Regions from separate parts of the Canis lupus genome. Here region 2 is linked to region 1. Evidence: chromatin contacts called from public Hi-C data. All regions are on one chromosome and are shown on one strand. Each heading gives the region's core, a stretch centred on a gene start, on an enhancer-like site or on the middle of the called end of the contact. The rest is flanking DNA. Distances are from core to core; before and after follow the strand shown. Region 1 holds the start of PITPNC1 (cytoplasmic phosphatidylinositol transfer protein 1). Region 2 overlaps PITPNC1 (cytoplasmic phosphatidylinositol transfer protein 1).

Region 1 (3,472 bases), core at 200-2,699:
AGGCAGCATCGCCAGCCAGGTGGATCATTCTGGTGGGGGCCTGACCTCTCTCTTTGACAACCAGTGTCCCGGGGATGTATAGTTTTGTCAACTCGCAGCTACTTGTATCTTGCCTTGGATTGTACTATGGGTCCTGCCTCAACACTTGCTCCAGATGACAGATTAAGACGGGCCCCTCGGGAGCGCAGTCCCTTTATCTGTTAAATACCTGCTTCTTGCCCAAAGCGCCTCGCCCCTTCCACAAGCCAGAGGCTCACTAATATACCTGATAGATTAGATGCTCTGTATTTAAATAGACACACGGTTTGGCTCGCAGTCTCTTTGGTGGGGCACACTAACCCACACTAGTGAGTCTCAAATTTCCCCGATTGGCTTCACGCTTCCTTGACGTCCCTGGACGGGCGCTAAGCAATTGTGAAAACACCAAAAAGGTAGGGGTGGGGGGGATGCTGGGGCCTGAATATTCCTCACTGAGTCATTTCCTGAATGATGGAGCCTGAAGCTTCGGGAGATCTGGAGAATGGAGCTGGAGCAGCGGTGGGAGGACCAGCGCCCCGGCCCCCGGCCCCCGCCCCCCGCCCGGCAGCCGCAGCCGCAGCCGCAGCCCCCGGAGCGGAGCCCCGGGCCGGCACCCACGTGCTGGGGCGCCCCCGTGTGGCCGCGCCCGCGTCCCCGCCGCTCCCGGCTCGCCCGCAGACCACGCTCCCCGCCGCTGGAGAAACAACAGACGCAGAAAGTTTCCGAGCCAGGCGGTTTGCGGAAAGGTCGAAGCCAGGTCTGGGAGCCTCGATGCGCGGGCGTGGCGGGAGCGGCGCCCAGGCCGGCGGCGACGGCGAGAAGTCCGGGCCGGGGAGGGCTGCCCTAGGGCTCCGAGGTGCCCCCCAGCGGGACTCCGGGCCTGGCGATCCCGAGGGCAAAGGCTTCTCCCCTACCCAACCCAGACCTTGCAGCGAAGGGCGGGAGGGGAGCCGGGGCCCACGCCAGGACCGGGTGCCGCTCCCCACACACACCCCACCCCAAGCCGGCAGGACGCGCTTGGGGCGCTTGGCTTTGCTCTGTTCATTTTCTTAATTGGAGGAGGGGGGGGCGCACCGATTCCCTTTGGCTCTGGGTGCCCCCCCAAGACTCCACCTAGAGTCCACCGCCCCACCCAACGCCGCCCTCCCCCGCTGGGGTGACAAGTGGAGACAGCAACTCCCCCCCTCCAGCCTTCCACTCGGGAGGTAGTGCTCCCGCAGGGCTTCCCCGCCGCCCGCGGAGGCTCCGCCGACCAGAGGCTGCGGCGGGGTCCTCGGCGCCCCGGGGCGGGGGGGGGGGGGGGGCGAGGCCGGGCCCGGCGCGGCGGCGCTTACCTCGTCCACGGTGAGCGGCATGCAGATCCGGTACTCCTTCAGCAGCATGGTCCTGCCGGCCGCGGGCCCCCGGCGCGGGCGCGGGGGCGGGGGCGGGGGCGGGGGGCGCCCCCGAAGGGCGAGGCTGCCGCCCAGGCGCGGGGCAGGGCGCCCGGAGCCCTGCGCTCGGAGCCGGCGGGCGGAGCAGCCCCGGCGGCGCGCTCAGCTCCTGGCTTCCTCCTCTCCGCCCGCGAGCATGTCAAGGTTCGGGTCTGGGCGTCCGGGGCTCCCCGCCTCCTGCCTCGCCGGGGCCGGTCCTCCCGGACGCGCTGTTGCAAAGTCAGGGAGGGACCGCGGAGGGCGGGAGGGGGACCCGCTGGAAACCGCTCGGATCGGCGGCCCCGGGCGGGAGGAGCGGCCGCCGGATCAGGACATGCCCGGTGGCGGGCAAGGGAGGAAAAGAGAGAGCTTTCCGAAAATTAAGACGAAATGCACAAAAAGTCCCCCGCCTCGGGCCGCCTGAACCTGGCGACCCCCGCTCCGGCGGGTCTGCCCGAAGGCGAATGTCACCAGGAGCCCATTGCAGCCGGAGCCGGAGATGCTGACTTTCCAGACAAAGGCTCGGCCGGCTCTTCTCCCCGGGCGGTAAACAAGATTTCCTGCTCTTTTTAGGGCCCGTCCGCGAGGCGCGCCGGGGCTCGCGGCGGGAGGAAAGGGAAGCCGCGGCCGCTCGGCTGCGCCGGGCTTGGGCCGCGGGTTGCTCCGAGCGGGGCTCGCGGCGGCCGGGGCGGGCGGGAGGAGGCGGCGCCTTCCGCGCACGGCCCTCCCTCCCCCGAGTGCCCGGGCTCGGCGAGCGCCGTGCGTGCCCGCGAGTTTGCAGCCGCCGCGCCGGGCCCGGGAGTCCGCGCCGAGCTGCAGTGTGCCTCGGGCCGGGGAGGTGGGTGCGGGAGGAGCGAGCGCCAGCCGGGCTGACATCAGCAGCGGCCGCGGCGGGGAGGGTAGCCCCATCCGGCCAATGGGGAAATGGCAAAGAATGTGGAGGATTTAAACAAAACAGCATGTCTCTCCCCGGCTCCTGCCAGACGGCGGGGCTGTCCCGGAGCTGAGCCTGGGGGCCGCCGGGGAGGACCGAGCGAGGGGGCCGGGGGGCGGCGGGGGCGGCGGGGGCGGCGGGGGAGGGGGGCCCGCTTCCCTGCCCGCCTGGACCCTTTGGGTCTGTTTCTCAGATGTGCCCCGCCCGGCCCCTCTGGGTGGCTTCTGGCTTCCAGGTACCGAAAGAAGCGTGTCTTGACCTTTGCAGAAGGTCTTGTTACAAACGCCCCCTCTGGTCCAGGGTTGCAAGCCCAGCGCTGGAGAGGCGACGGGCTGTGGGAGCACGAGCCCCCAGCCTTGCCTGCTTTCCTGGCTGGCTTCAGAGATGGAATCCTGGACGACTGGCAAGTGCAAAAGCGAGGAAGAAAATGAAGTACAGAGAGCACAGGAAAACAGAGGGAGCGAGAAGCGGACACAGCCTTGTACCTCTCCTGGCCTGCGCTGCTGTCCCACCGCCCGCTCCGCAGGGCTGCCAGAGTAGGCTTGCCTGTCACCACTCCTAAGTTCAAAAAGTCACAGTGAAATGTCAATGAAAATGCCTGGAGTGTTGGTACTTCATCCATATTAAACAGATCCCTCATTTTAACCACAAGAGGCACATTTTTCACTTACTCAGGAAGCTGCATGTAACTGCTGAAGTCTGTTTTTCATTTGTCTGGTATTTTTAAGCTTGTTTTTCTGAAAAGTTGCTGGATGAAAAATGCATCGTTTTGCCTCTATGCAGAAGAACCTGCAAGCATCATCTTTTCTCAGAAAAATATGTGTGCTCTGCGGCCCTGCAGCTACTCGCCGAGCTTGGATGGTGCTGCAGATGGTCTCGATACTATAGTATTTAAAATTATGATTAATAAACAGATAACCGGTGTAACTGTGGTGGGTTGTGGCAAAAAGCACCCAGATGGCTGGAGAGAATTCATAACTGTGAACATGATACAAAGCCTCATAGAAAAACAACCACCCTATACCCAGCTTATATTTTAGTGAAAACTATTTTCTAGATAAATGCATCCCAGAGTTGGCTCAGATATATTCACAGCAACTAATTAAAG
Region 2 (3,373 bases), core at 263-2,762, 47 kb before region 1:
ATTAGGAAGGTAACTGGCAGCTGTGTACATGACAGCGGGGGTGGGCTCTCCAAACCGACCAGCGCCAGGATTAGGATGAACCAGGGAGGTACAAAATCCAGGGGGTGCCAGAAAGCTCAGCAATCCAGACAAGTCTTACTTTAACGCAGTCTTTTTCTAAGATCAAAGTTAATGCAAGAATTAACTTTACACAATTAAAAAAAAATCCAAACTGTAAATAAAGGCAGGCTGTTGCTGTTTGTTTTACAACCCGGCTTAGGCTTATTATGCAACTGGCCGTGAAAACCTCCCCCCACCTCCCCATCCTCCACCCCCACTCCACTGGGTGAGTCTAAGAGGGCTGACAATGATACGGGAACAGATTGAACAACATGAGGCTTTATATATATTGGTGGGTTGTTTTTTTTTTTAATATTGTAGAGCTTTTATTAACTTTTCCCACTTGGTTCGCAATATGGGAGGATATTTTGATAAGTGCACAGAGGGACACACAGCTTTCTTTGCCTGGGGCTCCAATATGGCTCAGCAGGGCTCTCAATAGACCGGGCAGTAAATGAGGAGGGACTGCCCTAAAAAGCAAGAGCAAATGCCCAGAGGGTGAAAGAGGAGAGGCCAGATTCAAGCAACATTTCTAGGGCAGAAATGAGAGAGGTGGAAATGCAGGAGAAGTGTGAGCCTAGGACTCAGCTCAAGCAGGGTGTATTCCACTCAACTACATCCTGCGTGCTTCAAGGGCAAATATCCCATTTGCTTGTCTTTTGTATCATTCTGCACCCAACTCAGTAAGTTCCTGTTAACTAATTCAGCGGAAAAGAAGAGCTTAAATCCAAAGCACACACGACGGAAACCAGAAAATGTGTAGTTCTTACTCCGTGCTGCCTCCCTCAATGAAGCGCAGGGCACACTCATGAATATTCAAGACACAGACACCCATTAATGATGACTAAGACCCCCAAAGTCTAGTAAGTTACTTGAGTGACACTCTGCTGTCATCCTCCCATCTCATTTTGCATCCTCAGGACTAAGGAGGAGAATAAGGTACGGGCTCAGCTTAGGGAGCCCAGAGCTACAACCAGATTTGGAGAAAGGCTGACAAAAGTGTTGTCCCCAGCCCCCTTGTACAACAGGAGAGATGACTGAGTGGCCTGACAGTCGCCCAGAGCAAATATTAACTGCGTTCCCACCACATCCTCCTTCCGAGTCCCACTCTGCTCAGGTTGGCTGCAGCCTTCCGTGGTAAGAACGCATTTGCTCCATCTCCGTGGAGGGAACCAAAGGGCAGCTCAGGACTGGGGATGGTTCAAGGGACAGTTAAGAGTGAGGTGTCACCCAGATGAGTCACCAGGTGCGGAAATCCGCTGGAGACTGACGATGACCAGGAAGACCTTCATCAGTGAAAGCCACTATGTAACCCAATGTCTAGATGGCTTCGGGAGGCTCAGTGGGATGACAGAGATGACAAGTTGGGGCCCGAGGCGAGGCTCAGGCCAGAAGCTATGACTAAACAGGAAATCGGTTACTTGGCAGTTGAGCGGATGTAGGAGTGTTCAAAGCACAGGCACGGGGCTACACTCGGATACAAACTACGATGTGAAAACAAAGCTGCCTTAACCCTGCCAGCTGTGTGAGAGACTTGCCTGCTTAGGTTGGTACCTGCTTGGGTCTCCTGGAGAACCTAATTCTTGGTGAATAACAATGAATGGCTTAAAGCCACCGTTTACTGGGAGTCTACTCTGCACCCAGTGCTTCACCCACCCTGATTCTTAAACCACTCAAAAGCCCTGCAACAGAAAGTGCTATTTTCGGTTTTACAAAAAGGAGCTCAGAGAGGTTAAGTCATTTGCTTGAGGTCACAGAGCAGGTCCTGAAGGCGCTGGAGTTCAAACCCAGAGCAAAGCCAGGCTTAGAGGAATGAGGAACTTTTCCTTTCAATCTCTCGATGACCTCACTTTTGGTTGGAGGGAGGTTATGAGGTCGGTTTGCCAGTGCAGAGTGAGATCCTGTCTTCAACATTTTCATATTTTGTCTACCATGGAGTATTTGCACTCATTCTGATTTTTTTAAGCATCTCGTATTCAAATATTATTTATGAATTTTTTGCACCCAAGAGGCATGTCTCACTGGCCTCACCCACAGTTGGGCTCTGCTCCAGGCTGCCAGTGACCTGCGATCACCTGAATGAAGCCTGTGTTCTCATTTCTGTTTTTCCACTTTCCTCCTGTCTCGCAAGTTTTCTATACTGCCTACTGGGAAAGAGGTATTTGTTTTTGTTTTTTTTATTTGTTGGTTTGTTTCTTTTGTTTGTTGCTGTCATTGTTCATTTTGTCTTTTCCTTTATCCTCCTTCTTTATTCATCGAAGGCCAGGATACTTAAAAGCAAGAAATTGGCAAAAGGTGATAAATTGAAAATTTGGGCTGCAAAACTTTCTCAAAGTCCATGAATATACCCAAACACACTTAAAAAGGAAGTGTCTAAGAGTCATGTGTTGCCCCCTGCCCAAGGCTGGAGAATACATTTATTTTTATAATAAGAAATGAGCTTCCGTAAAGATCAGATCTTCACACATCTGCTTGACAAAATTATCTCTGAGCCCCATTACTAGACACAAAATTAAACAAATACTCTGAGCTGAGGCTGTGGGTTGTCACTGGTGGCTGCAGGGAGAAAAGTCATCCTTTTTATTTCTAAACTTTTGTTTCTACAAATGTGGTACTGTTATGACATACTCCAGGATGAGGAGGGGAACAGCCACGCCAACAGCAAACACAGCTGTTTTGATTCGTATTCTGTGGGTTGTGGTTTTTTGTTTTGTTTTGTTTTGTTTTATTAACTAAATACAGTGTTTGGTTTAAAAAAAAAAATCACCATCAGGACGCTCATCGGTGACACAGGAGAGAAACTGACACAGAAATTGACTCCATCCAGGTACACATACCTAACCAGGTTTGCCATTTCAGCCCAGATTTCAATAAAAGAAGTATTCATTTAGCGCCTACTGTGTGTCCAGACACAGCCAGGAATTCGAATCACCAAGACTAAAGGCCAGGTTTCCAGGGCATCACCATTTGGACTTGTGTTTTACAGGAGAGTGTAGTCCACTAGTTTAATGAAAAATTTTTTTAAAAGTCTGAACTTGGCCCATATACATTTTCTATAAGACAAGCCAAGAGAGGGCACCTGGGTGGCTCTGTTAGTTAAGCATCTGCCTTCAGCTCAGGTCATGACCCCAGGGTCCTGGGATGGAGCCCAGGGTCCCTGATCAGCAGGAAGTCTGCTTCTCCCTCTCCCTCTGCCTGCTGCTCTCCCTGCTCTCTGTCAAATAAATAAATCTTATTAAAAAAAAAAAAAAGTCCAAGACAATGTAGAGGAGCA

Evidence for each region. A called contact is a pair of places that touch in the nucleus more often than the background predicts.
Region 2: a contact with region 1 is called in a Hi-C map of blood, with 4 times the contacts expected there. The contact joins the enhancer-like site here to the promoter of PITPNC1 in region 1. A contact is called at or near these places in 4 of 9 Hi-C or Micro-C datasets (amygdala, blood and liver).

What each region holds. Positions count from the first base shown.
Region 1 is chr9:13,802,688-13,806,159 of UU_Cfam_GSD_1.0, reverse strand. It overlaps PITPNC1 (cytoplasmic phosphatidylinositol transfer protein 1), which reads right to left and starts at 1,449. Exons shown (of 9, transcript XM_038546821.1): 1 at 1,353-1,449. The coding sequence starts at 1,400.
Region 2 is chr9:13,849,795-13,853,167 of UU_Cfam_GSD_1.0, reverse strand. The region is part of intron 1 of PITPNC1 (cytoplasmic phosphatidylinositol transfer protein 1); the gene reads right to left. Among named protein-coding and RNA genes, the nearest start is that of PITPNC1, 47 kb to the right of the region's middle. Within about 2 kb of position 1,512, at least 4 of the 20 cell types and tissues checked have an H3K27ac peak or open chromatin away from gene starts, as enhancers often do. A contact at or near this core is called in blood, where this site is marked.